Linked DNA regions of Ovis aries: region 2 is linked to region 1. The links are chromatin contacts, called in public Hi-C maps. All regions are on one chromosome and are shown on one strand. The core of a region is the stretch at or near the end of the contact, and the rest is flanking DNA. Distances in the headings are between cores, read along the strand shown. Region 1 holds the start of ALKBH4 (alkB homolog 4, lysine demethylase). Region 2 overlaps PRKRIP1 (PRKR interacting protein 1).

The links. A called contact is a pair of places that touch in the nucleus more often than the background predicts.
Region 2: a Hi-C map of tail adipose tissue shows a contact between it and region 1, with 4 times the contacts expected there. The contact joins the enhancer-like site here to the promoter of ALKBH4 in region 1. A contact is called at or near these places in 6 of 16 Hi-C or Micro-C datasets (blood, hypothalamus, liver and 1 more).

Annotation. Positions count from the first base shown.
Region 1 is chr24:35,019,221-35,025,485 of ARS-UI_Ramb_v3.0, reverse strand. ALKBH4 (alkB homolog 4, lysine demethylase) reads right to left here and starts at 2,990. Exons shown (of 3, transcript XM_027961218.2): 1 at 2,731-2,990. The coding sequence starts at 2,754. It overlaps LRWD1 (leucine rich repeats and WD repeat domain containing 1), which reads left to right and starts at 3,100. Exons shown (of 15, transcript XM_042240030.1): 1 at 3,100-3,279; 2 at 3,782-4,016; 3 at 4,113-4,229; 4 at 4,618-4,755; 5 at 4,965-5,069; 6 at 5,208-5,312; 7 at 5,786-5,888; 8 at 6,052-6,161. The coding sequence starts at 3,200.
Region 2 is chr24:35,071,093-35,077,357 of ARS-UI_Ramb_v3.0, reverse strand. It overlaps PRKRIP1 (PRKR interacting protein 1), which reads left to right. Exons shown (of 6, transcript XR_009598299.1): 5 at 1-6,265. LOC121817827 (a long non-coding RNA gene) reads right to left here. Exons shown (of 2, transcript XR_006057878.2): 2 at 5,212-6,265. Among named protein-coding and RNA genes, the nearest start is that of PRKRIP1, 15 kb to the left of the region's middle. Within about 2 kb of position 3,982, at least 3 of the 54 cell types and tissues checked have an H3K27ac peak or open chromatin away from gene starts, as enhancers often do. A contact at or near this core is called in tail adipose tissue, where this site is marked.

The DNA of each region.
Region 1 (6,265 bases), core at 1,741-4,240:
TGGCTCACACCACACATGTGCCCTGAAAAGCTGCCCCACCCAGTGGTGCACCCTCCCCAGCAGCACTTTGGGGGGCAGCTGGCGTCTCCAGGGAGGTGGGACCCCTGCCCAGCCCCCACCTTGCTCACTTTTTCATCTGTAAAAGGGAAGAGAGTACACAGGACCATTCTTTTGTCTTCCACCTTGCAGGTGAGGTGACTGAGGCTCAGCAAAGTTAAGGAACTAGCCCAAGGCTGCACAGCTGGGGAGCAGCCTCCAAGGCCACACTGTTGCTGTGCTGCTGTGGGCACTATCTGTGCCCCCCAGGCTAGTGAGGCCTGTGTGGAGGCAGACAGCCCTGACGGGGAGCTGGAGAAATCTGCTCCCCTAAAGCTGAGGCCTTGAGCTGCCCAGGGGGTGAGTTCACACGCTGGGAAGCCAGAGGGAGCAGCTCTTTCCAGCCACAGTGGGGGTGTTGCTGGGGCCTCCCCGACACGGTGACAGCCATGGGCACTCCCTGAATTTCTCATCGAAAAAGGATAGAGGGCTTCCCAGGTGGCTCAGTGGTAAAGAAGCCACCTGCTAAGGCAGGAGACATGAGTTCAATCACTGATCCCAGAAGATCCCACTCACAGTGGGGCAGCTAAGCCGGTACGCCACATCTACCCAGCCCGTGGTCTAGAGCCTGGGAGTGGAAACTAGCGAAGCCTGCACACCCTAGAGCCCGTGCTCCGCAGCAAGAGAAGCCACGGCAACGAGAAGCCCGTGCACTGCAACTAGAGAGGAGACCCTGCTCGCCCCAACTTGAGGAAAGCCCACACAGTAGTGAAGACTCAAGAGAGCCAAAAATAAAATAAACAAATAGAATTTAAAAAGAAGAGCAGAACTTGCCAGTCACCTAGAGGAGTACCAGACTGACAACCTCCTGTGGCAGGGCCTCCAGCCAGTGACCCGGCACAAGCCTGGCCAATTACCAGGCAGTCTTTGCTCTGGAGCTTCCGGTTGGGTGAGCCAAGACTTCCTCAGATCTGCGTAGCAGTCGGAGGTGCTCCCTGCCCAGTGCCCCCTGCCTCCTCCCCGTGTATGTTCTAGAAGCGTTGCCAGCACCCCTGACTCTGAACCACCACGTCTCCCTCCTGGCACCTCACGTGGGACAGACAGACAGTAAGGACTCCTCCTGTACATTTCACTTGTTCCTCAGGCATCAGGTTGGGAAGATGCTACCCGCTGCAGTGCCCAGAACCTCCACACCCTCGGCCATGAGCCCAGTCCAAACCTCTGGCGAGGTCTGAAAATTTTAAGAAAGTAATTGTGGTGAAATATATACAACCACATATATTTTATACGTAAGACTGATCCTCAACCATATTTTAAGTGCGCAGTTCAGTGCTGAGTATGTCACACTGTCGTGCAACCAATTTCCAGAACTTTCTCATCTAGCAGAAGTCTACCTGTTAACTTAGAGAACGAACTTGCGGTTGCTGGGGCTGGGGGGTAGGGGGTAAGGAAGGGGTAGAGGGATAGTTAGGGAGTTTGGGATGGACATGTACACACTGCTACATTTAAAGCCAATGAGGTCCTCCTGTACAGCACAGGGAACTCTGCTCAATGTTATGTGGCAGCCTGGATCGGAGGGGAGTTTGGGGGAGAAGGGACACACGTATATGTATAGCTGAGTCCGTTCTCAGTCCACCTGAAACCATCACAACATTGTAAATCAGCTATACTCAGATACAATTTTTTTTTTTAAAGTCTATCCATCAATCGACACATCCCCTCTCTCCTGCACACCCACCACTCTCCTTGACTCTGACTACCTTAGATGCTCTACCTGAGTGGAATCATACAGTACGCCTTGTGACTGCCTTATTCCACTCAGCATAACGTTTTGAGGTTCATCCGTGTTGTAGCACGTGCCGGACTTTCCTTTCTTCCTTTTCGGACTGAATAATAGTCCTTTGTATGGACCGGCCACATTTTGCTCATCCTTTCATCTGTCCATGGATACCTGGGTTGCTTCTACCTTTTAACTCTTCTGCGTAACTCTGCAGTGAACATGGGTGTACAGATATCTCTTCAAGACCCTGCTTTCAATTCTTTTGGGTCCATATCCAGAAGTGGGATTGCTGGGTCATATGGCAGCTCTACATTGAATTTTCTGAGGAACTGCCACTGTTTTTCACGGACAAAAACAGCCCCCTTCTGAGCTTCTATCAGGGACACCGTGACGGTTTCTTTACTGGCTTCCCAGCCCCCTTTCTTCTTATCCACTCCTTCCCCTCAGAGGTACTTTATAAAGTTCATATGTGATTTTAACTTTAAAACCCTCACGAGCTCACCACGGCCCTCAAGAGGAGCCCAGCCTGCCTTCCGTGGTCAGGCCCCACCGGCCTCATCTCCCTCACCTGACGCGTCACCCACCTTCCCCAGGCCTCGGCCCAAACAGTTCCCCAGCCTGAAGGCCCTCGCTCTGCGCAAAGGCTCTGAGTCCTTCTTTGTTAATTCGTAGGATTAAGGAATCTCATTTCCGTCCAGTGCCTCCTGGGACCCTTTGCCCCGAGTTTCAGCACCCTCTGCTCTCGTCCTGTCGTCTTCCCACGGGCAGGTGAGGTTCCCAGCCCGACCCGGGCGGAGGGGCAGCGGCCACGTCTGCTATCAGACTACCCCCAAGTTCCATAGGTGAACCGCGGCCGGACTGCACCGACGTCCCAGCCCCTTCTCCACTCCAAGCCCACGCCTCAAATCCCTCACCTCTTCACCTCCCAACGCCCCCATCTTCAGGGCCGCTGACACGGTCTGATCCGGAACCTGTCTTCAAGGCCTGTTTCCCCACACGAAGAATGGAGTTGTGGGCGCGGCCCCTCTCCCACCCCTCACCTGCGAGGGGTGCTGCCAGGGCGGGTCACCTCCGCGCTGCCGCTCGCAGATCAGACAGGTCCTGATGCCCTTGCAGCCGCATTCCCGGAGAACCTCGGGAGGCGCCACCGCCGCAGCCGCCATAGCAGCGTCCCGGCGGCCAGGGCGCAGGTGCGGGGCCGCGGGGGCCGCTGGGAGTGGTAGTCCGCGCGCGGGGCGCGAGCTTCGTGGGCACGCTTCCTTCCGGTGGTCGCCGCCGCGGACGGATTCGCGCGGCGCCACCTCCTGGGCTGAGGCAATCGCTGGCGCCAGCGTCGGATTCCCGTGCTGCGGCCCGGGCACACGCGGACCGCGCCTCCTCGCCATGGCCCCCCTCTCGACGCGGCTGCTGTTCCAACGGGGGCGACCCAAGAGCGACCGGCTGGGGAAGATCCGGAGCTTGGAGTAAGGGCCGGGGCCACACTGTCCGCCACCGGGGCCTGGGTCGGTGGGCAATCAGAAAAAAGCCTGGGATCCTTTCTCTCTCCCTTCGCGGCCCCGTTATCACCCCGAGCCTTTAAACACTCGGGCGAAACGCCGTCCTCTCGTTATGAGATGGGTCGGGGCTGTGGGGGTGGTGGTTCTGGGGCAGCGTTGCCCCAGAAGAGGGCCTGGGCTGCTAGGGAAACAGTCTTGTAGAAAGAATATGGAGCAACCTGTTGAGAGAGTTACAGGGGAGCTCAGAGAGCCCCCCCCAGAGGATCAGGAAAAAGCCTCTTGGAGATAGATAGCCAGCTGCCTCAAGTTCTAAAGTAGTTATAAATGGAGGCGATGTTGGGGATCAGCTGCACAGACAACAAGAAATATCAAGAGAAAAGCCATCTGAGGTGCCTGGGCTGACATGGGTGTGGGGTGGCAAGTCGGTGGGCCTGCCCCATGAGCTGGTCCTGTCTGCGCCTCTCCCCAGCCTGTCAGGGCTGAATCTGCTCTCGGAGGACTTGGACCTCAATCTCCTGGGTCGCTTGAAGCAGCTGCAAGAGCTGGACCTCTCCGACAACCAACTGGAAACGCTGCCTGCTGACCTGGGTCTGCCCCACTTGCATGTCCTCCATTGTGCCAACAACCAGCTGAGCGACGTCACCCCCCTCTGCCAGTTCCCGCAGCTGGAGGAGCTCAGCCTGGAGGGCAACCCCTTCCTGACAGTAAGTGGGTGCCCGCAGCAACCCCAGGCACTCGATGGGCTGGGGCTTAGCCACAGACTGGGTGCAACCCTGAGCCGCTCTTCCCTCATCCTCCAGGTCAGTGACAGCCTGAAAATCACCTTCCTCCTGCCCGAGCTCCGTAAGTTCAACGGCAAGGATGTTTCCACCACTCGCTCTAAGGCAGAGAACCTGAATCGGGAGCTGACCACCAGGGTGAGGAACCGGGAGGAGTCCTTGGTGCTCGGGAGCCTTGAGGAGTGAGTGACAGAATGGGGTATTTGGAGAACTCCGAGAGGGGCTACAGCGGCCCTGAGACCCTACCCTGACCCAGGGCTCTGAGCTTGGCCTCTTGTTCTTGTGCAGGCAGGGGACGTTGAGACGTTTTCATGGTGACACTACACTGGGCCAGCTTTTCCCTTCAGGGACTGTTTCTCCCTATGGCTCGCTTGGGTTTGTGCAGCATGCAGCCGAGAAGACTGTGGTTCCTGGAGGCTTCCCGGAGGCGATGAGAGCGACGCCTCTGATCTCTAGAGACAGGCGCCACAGAAGGTCCAGGAGAGCTGGGCTGGCCTGAGCCTGAACCTGGTCCCTCTTGTACCAGGTCGCAACTCACTGGAGGAAGTTCATGGCTGCACTGAGCCCAGAGGAGCAGGCAAAGGCCCAGGCCAACTTTGTGAAGTCAGCTGTCAGGAATGTCCGCTACGGGCCCGTGTCGCTCAGCGAATTCACCCAGTGGCGGGTATGCCCTCCCAGCTGCTTCCTCCCTGGCTTCCACAGCCCGAGCCGCCCTGGAGGTCGCTGGCCACGAGAGGACGTGGGGAGTAGGGCAGGTCAGGGAAGGTGGCCCTGGGGGCTGGAAAGACCCTTCCCCAGCTCTGACTGGCTGTCTGGGAGGGGCTGGAGGCCCCGGGACCGTGCCCGGCTTCCTGACGGCCTGCTCCCACCCAGGTGCGGATGATCTCTGAGGAGTTGGTGGCCTCTGGTGGAACCCACGCGCGTGAGGCAGACATGCCAGAGGGGCCCCACAAAGCCACAGCTACCCAGGAGCCCAGGGTGAGTGGGGAGTAGGGCAGGTCAGGGAAGGTGGCCCTGGGGGCTGGAAAGACCCTTCCCCAGCTCTGACTGGCTGTCTGGGAGGGGCTGGAGGCCCCGGGACCGTGCCCGGCTTCCTGACGGCCTGCTCCCACCCAGGTGCGGATGATCTCTGAGGAGTTGGTGGCCTCTGGTGGAACCCACGCGCGTGAGGCAGACATGCCAGAGGGGCCCCACAAAGCCACAGCTACCCAGGAGCCCAGGGTGAGTGGTTCCGTGGGGCTCCCAGGCTCCTTGGGCCTGCCTTGGCCCTTCCTGCCTCAAGAGGCATTAGGGAAGCAGGGGACCTTGAGATATGCCCAGGAGATGGTCTCCTGTGCTAGAGTGGGTTCCCTCTGACCCTGGTACCCCTTGCCTCCCATACCCCAGGAGGGTGAAGTTGCGTCTGTGAGAGGGAGGAGGCAAGCCCTGGGCAGATGGGCGCCTGGTCACGACGCCTCAGCCTGGCCCACCCCCTCCTCCACAGGCGAGGCCTGTGGCCTTGAGGCGGCCAGGTGACACCCCACTCAGCCTCTCGCCCCAGAAGCGGGTGTGCACCTCCCCGTTGGCGCCGGTGGAGGGCAGCCCTGTGGGCTCTGAGAGCAGCCAGGTGAGCCCTGCGCGGCGGCAGGGAGTGCGAGGCAGGAGAGAGGGCCGGGCCGCCGCGACCACCCTCTCCCCTCACCCCTCTCCTGCAGCTGGAGCCCCTGCACTTCCTGCAGTGCCACAGCAAGAACAACAGCCCCAGCGACCTGAGAACGCAGCTCTGGGCCTGCGCCTTCGAGCCGGCCTGGGATGAGGGTACACACTTCGGGGGCAGGGGCCCTGGGAATGCCACCTGCAGGGGCTACCTGGAAGGGTAGGGAGCAGGGAGGGACAGAGAGCTTAAAGTGTCATCCAGGTCAGGAGGAGTGACTGCTGCGGACAGCTGGAAACGTTTTCACCAGACTGACCTCCCAAACAGGGCAGGCAGGGGCCACGTCGCAGACCGTGGCCACGTGTGGTGGGGAGGCCGTGTGTGTGATCGACTGCCAGACGGGCATTGTACTACACAAGTACAAGGTGCCTGGCGAGGTGAGTGCCAGCACCTGGCTCCTGCGAGGTGGGCAGAGCCTTGGCTCCTGGGGGCAGGAGTGTTGAGGTTGACGGGCCAGACTCGGCTACCTGCTCACCAGGTG
Region 2 (6,265 bases), core at 2,733-5,232, 51 kb before region 1:
GTTGCTTTTTCTTTGTTCCTCAGGTTCCAGACTTCTTTCTGTCAGTCTGTCTTTCTGTCCTCTTTCCCTTGTGTCAGAACTCCCTGTAAGCCATTCATTGAGAATAGGTCTGCTGGCTTTGAATTATCTTAGCTGTTCTTCATGGGTGTCTGTCTTTGTTTCACCCTTGTTCCCATGGGGACATTCTCCCTGGATAAGAATACTGGGTTGGCAGGTGTTTATTTCAGTACTTTCGAAATGCTGCTCCATTTCTAATTTTTTTTTTTAAATAGTTATTCAGATTGTTTTCCTATCATTGTTTTTTCCTGGCTGCTTTCAATATCTTTAGGTGTCAGGAATTTGATTACGATGTGTTTGACATGTATTTCCTTGGATTTGTCCAGGAGTTGCGTTTTGTTTTTTTTTTTTTTTTTTCTTTTCAGGAGTTGCGTTTAGAGTTCACTGAGCTATGTGAGTCATTGGTAAGCACGTGTCTTTGTCAAATTTGGGATTTTTTCCCAATCTTTTTTTTTTTTTTTTTTTTGCTTTGTTCATATTGGATAGTTCCTGTTGATCTGACCTTGAGCTGCCTGTTCCCTGTGTCATTTCCAATCCACTATTGAGTCAATCCAGTGAATTACGTTTTTCAGAGAATTTTTATTTCCATTCGATTCTTTATACTTTTTCTTTGCTGCAATTTTGTTTCAAGATTCTTCACTCTTCTTGGAAAAATATTTCAGTGGGTACTTTGAAATGTTTGGTAGTTCCAGCATCTGGGTTATCTTGACATTAGCATTTGTTGATTGTCTTCCCCCGTTCAAGTTGAGATTTTCCTGATTCTCCACATACCGAGTAATTTTCTGTGGATCCTCGACATTTTGAATCTTATGAGACTCTGATCTTGCTGATGTTTGTTTTAGCAGACAGTCATCCTGGTTGTGTTCAGGACACAGATTCTGATCGGCCTCCTGTGGATTGTGGCTCCAGGATCCAGGGTTTTTAAAGCTTTAGCTGTGCTCTCCAGATGTGTCCTGCGGGTGCCACCCAGTGGCCAGTCAGGGTTGAGTTGAGTTCGGTTCTCAAAGTGCTCGGCAGGATGATTAGGGCCAGATTCATGCATGTCCTGTCAGGGCGACCCCAGGAGTTCATAAACAACTTTATGATGTCTCTTCTAATCTCTCGGTGATCTCCCTGGTAGTTCTGGTTCCCTGGAGGTCCCCTTTTCAGATCTCCAGCCAGAAAGTCGGGGCTCTAGTTACCTACTCTGCCACATGCTTCGTACAGTTGCCCCTGCATCCAGGGCTGTGGTGGGAGGACGAGGAAGAAAAGTAACAGTTTGCCTGGCCGTCTCAGGACCACGGCTCCTCTGATCAGAGAGAAAGGCCCCCCTCCTTCCAGTTTTTGTGCAGCAAGCCCCCATTGCCACCACAGTCACTGTGGCCCTCCTGATGCTGGCAGAGCGAGAAAAGACAGAAGCGTTTCCCCTCCCTCTGAACATTGGGAACGCAGCTTCTTACTCCTTGAACTGGAACTCGAAGGCTTCTCTCCAAACTCTGTGCCCAGTCTCCACTTCTGTGTATTGGGTCGCCCCGAGTCCAGGCCGAGGGATACTGGAGAGAAGAAAGGAAGAAACAGGAAATGCGGTATTGTTCCAGTGGCACTTTGTATTCCGGTCTCTTCTCCCATGCTGCTTACCTTTCAGAGTCCATGCATTCTGTCCTGGTGCTACACGCAGTGTTCAGTGGAGAAACAGTCAAATGGGCTTCCTCTGCGTTACCTGGAACCCACCCTCCACTTGTTTTGGGAGTGTGGTTTTTTCTTTTTTGGTTGTGCTGGGTCTTCGTTGCTGTGCATGAGCTTTCTCAAGTTGCAGTCAATGGGGACAGACCTCCAGTTGCGGTGCACAGGCTTCTCACCGTGGTGGTTTCTCTTATGGTGGGCGGGCTCAGTAGCTGCGGCTGCAGGCTCCGGAGCACAGGCTCAGGAGTTGTGGTGTGTGAGCTTAGTTGCTCTGCAGCTTGTGTTGTCTTCCTGGCCCAGGGATCTAACCAGTGTCCCCTGCAGGCAGGGCGGACTCTTAACCGCTAGACCACCAGGGAAGCCCTATTTGGTTTTGTTTTTTTTTTCACTTTATTTTACTTTACAATACTGTATTGGTTTTGCCATACATTGACATGAATCCACCACAGGTGTACATGCATTCCCAAACATGAACCCCCCTCCCACCTCCCTCCCCACAACATCCCTCTGGGTCATCCCTGTGCACCAGCCCCAAGCATGCTGTATCCTGCATCGGACATAGACTGGCGATTCGATTCTTACATGATAGTATACATGTTTCAATGCCATTCTCCCAAATCATCCCACCCTCTCCCTCTCCCTCTGAGTCCAAAAGTCCACTATACACATCTGTGTCTTTTTTGCTGTCTTGTATACAGGGTCATCATTGCCATCTTTCTAAATTCCATATATGTGTTAGTATACTGTATTGGTGTTTTTCTTTCTGGCTTACTTGTTTTTGAATCCACTTACAGGACTTGACATTTAGCTTTTGCACGTTTCAGCTTGGTGTTACTGGCTCTGTTGGTTCAGGTCTCCACAGTCCTTTTGAATTCTGATTCTGGGATTCGGCACGTTACTATGTCTTTCTGATGTTGTGATGGGCAGGTTTCATAAACGTGACCCCTTTCTGTCATTGGTAAAAATGCTGAGCCAGCCAGACTGGGCCAGGGAGCTCCATCTAGGCTGGCATGGACCTGTTCACTGAAACCCTGGGTGGAGTTATTCTCCAGCCAAGAATCAGCCAGATTCCCTCTTCTTAAATCTGACCCACAGAAGTGAGATAGAAAACTGAGAGGTCACTCGAGGTCATGGAGTAAGCATGGAATCCATAGGGTCTTAGCTCAGTGCTCTCTGGCTCACCTTGACCTCAAGCATCTCTTTGAGCAGATTTTTTTTCCCCCCTTAAAATGTAAAATGATAAGCTCTTTCTAGATCTGAAATTCTGCAACTTGGTATCTTTGCCACACGCCTTGCTGTAATGAAGATAGCATCTTTGGGGTGTGGTGGGGAGGAGTTCCCTCCCCTGTAAATCCAAGAACCCTTTTGGAACAAGAAACGGAGGTTACTTTGCTCTGAGTTTGTATTTATTGAACCTGTGATGGGTCTGCGGAATCAGTAACTTTTTAGTAATCAGTTACAGAATTGGAGAGAGGTGGCAGTATCCCAGAGCCGAGATTTCTTAACCTCCTTTCTCGCCGCTCTCTCACCACGCAGTTTCCAGTCCCTTTTCTTTCATTTGCCCGAGGCTAAGAGTCTAAGAGAGGATGGATTGCACACAGGGTGTCTGCCCTGATTAAAATGGCCCTGGGTCTCCCCCTGTCCTGAGCTCCCGTTCTATCAGAAGGATAAATGTCTTCACCCACGTCGCATTGTAGTGGTGCAGTGTTTTTTCAGACTGAGGACTGTGATCCTTTACTTACTGGGGCATGAAGTTAGCTTAGAAGTTACAGATTTTTTTTTTTTTTCCAAACATGCATAAGACAGACTAGGAAACATCAGAAAGCCTCATCTCCTGGAGTAACTATTTAGTGAAATTTTCTTTCGGCTTCCAGGTAGGCTGTGGGCCGCAGTCAGGCTTGAAACTCACTGTTACAATACGTGAGCCCCGCTCTTCCTGTGCAGTTCACACCTGTACATATTTTTGAAACGATGAGTAAAAATGCACGGCTGTATATGCTTCTCACCGAACGAGCAGGGCGGAGTGTTCTGGGGATAACTTCCTAAAGGCGGTTGTGTGCCTTTCCTGCACCTCTCAGTTCCTTGCTTGTTTTCCATTTTGTGAGCAGGAAAGGATTTCGAGGTGGTTGGAATTAATAAATCTAATGTGGTGATACTCAGTTCCGCCACAAGGTGGCTTCAGTGCGCCTCTGGGTTCTGGATGGACTTGGAGCTAAAGCGCTTGAGCTTCTTGGCTCCTCTCCAATCAGTGGTGACGGGCAGCTGGCTAGGAGTTCCGGTTCTGTTGCTGGGAGGAAAATATCCCGGCTTGTTGTCTGTGCCGGTCCAGCAGTTCAGTGAAGTGAGACTTGTCAGAATGATACCACAGGATGGCGTTAAGCCAGTCTGGATTATTAAAGCCTTGAATCCTCAAACAGTATATTCTAACACCAGTGTTAATTGTGACCCTGGCTCACCTACCAGAGACACCTTAAGATGATGTGTTGCTAAGTACATCCAGGGCGTTTTCTCCAGGGTTGGAGTCGGGGAGAAGCAGGTGAGGGAGATAAAGTGGTATAGACTTTCACTTACAAAATAAATGAGGCACAGCTGTGAAATGTGTAGTGTGGGGAGTATCATCAGTAACGTTAATATCTTTGTATGGTGTCAGATGACAGCTGGACTTATCGTGGTGATCATTTTGAAACATACAGAAATAGTGAATCACTATGTTGTATACCAGGAACTAATATAGTACTGATACTTCGAAAACATTCCTAGGAAAAGAGATCCGATTTGTGGCTGCAGAGGTCAGGAGAAAGGGGAATTAGATGAAGGTAGTCAAAAGGAACAAACTTCTGGTTACACAGTGAATAAGTACTGAGGATGTAATATACAACATGATAAAGATAATACTACTATACATTATAAATGAAAGTTAACAGACTTCTCTGCAAAAGGAAAAAAATTTTTTTTCTATTTCTTTAACATTATTGAGAGACGGATGTTCACCGAACCTGTTGTGATTATTTCAAAACTGGGGTGGGAGGAGCAGTTTATCAGCCTCAGCACCGTGGACACTCTGGGCCAGATGGCTCTTTGTTGTGAGGAACGATATCCTGTTCACTGTAGGATATTTAAGAGCATCTTGGCTTCTACCCCCTAGATGCCAGCAGCACCCACCCTCCTTTCCGTCATTGACAAAAAGAAATGTCTCCAGACCTTTGCTGAGTGTTTTCCTCATGGGGGAGAGGGACAGAAGCGTCTCAAGTTAATACAACTCCTGTTTCAGCTGGTATCTGGTGTTGGGAAGACGCTCAGTTTGTTTTGGATCGAACTGTTTGAGTGCCACGTACTCTCTATATTGGGAAACCATGCGTATCCTTTGTGTCTTCTGAGAGTAAAGGTAATACAGGATCATTTCAGAAGTGTTTAGAATACAGGAAAGGAAAAAAGTTAAAAATAAAAAATTATCCGTAATTCTTACTTTAAAAAATCACTTTAACATTCTCATGATGTTTATTTAAATTTTAATATTTATCATATAAACTTATTTACATAATATCATATTTATAGTTGTCCTTTTATCATATAACATTGTATCACAAATATTTTCCCATGTTCTTATAATTCCATTGTGCAGGGAAGGATTTTTTTTTTTCCAGTCTGTTCATTCATCTATTGTCTTGGGTTTTTGTTTGTTTTGTTTTTATTAAAGTTAACATCAGCTTCAATAACACTCAGTGGCATTTTACCTAGTATTCTTACAGTCTTGTGAATAAAATCTCAGATACCTAGATTTTAAAACAGTCTGTAAACAGTAGTGTAAGAGTAGTGGGAAAAGGTCAAGTATCATCATCCTAATAGATCACCTTTCTTTCTGTCCATCTTCTTCTCTTTTGTTTGTTTATTTGACTTGTTGGGTCTTAGTTGCGACATGCGGGATCCTTCATGGCAGCGCAGGTTCAGCACTTGCGCTGCTGGTGCTTAGTTGCCCTGAGGTGTGTGGGATCTTCGTTCCCTAACGAAGGATGAGACCCGCGTCCCCCGCATGGCAAGGCGGACTCCCAGCCACTGGACCACCAGGGACGTCCCTGTCCATTTTGTTTAATCTCACCATGTGAACATATCATCTGTATGTAGTTATAATTGTAGTGTATGAACGTGTTTCCACTTGCTTACTGTTATTTAACATTATAAGCACTTCTGGTCCTTCACAACCTTTTCAGTGACTGATCATATCCAGCAATTGACATGCCATGATATACCTAACTCTTTCCCTTTGTTAGACTTTAGACTGATTCCAGTTTTTCTCTTCTTTAGAAGATATTTTAGTGAATTTATGGACCTGTCTCCCTTCCCCCTTTCTGGGTAAAATTCCAGCAGTGGCAATTATTAGATCACAGAATATAAAGAGAGTTTTTGGCTCTTGAAATGTATTGCCAGTTTCTTTCCAAAGAAGTAGTACCAGTTTCTACAGCCATCAGCGATGTGCAATGGTGTGCATTTTACCATATTTTTAAAAAAACGTACAAAACTATGGATCCAGTTCTGGCAGGACGGGTAG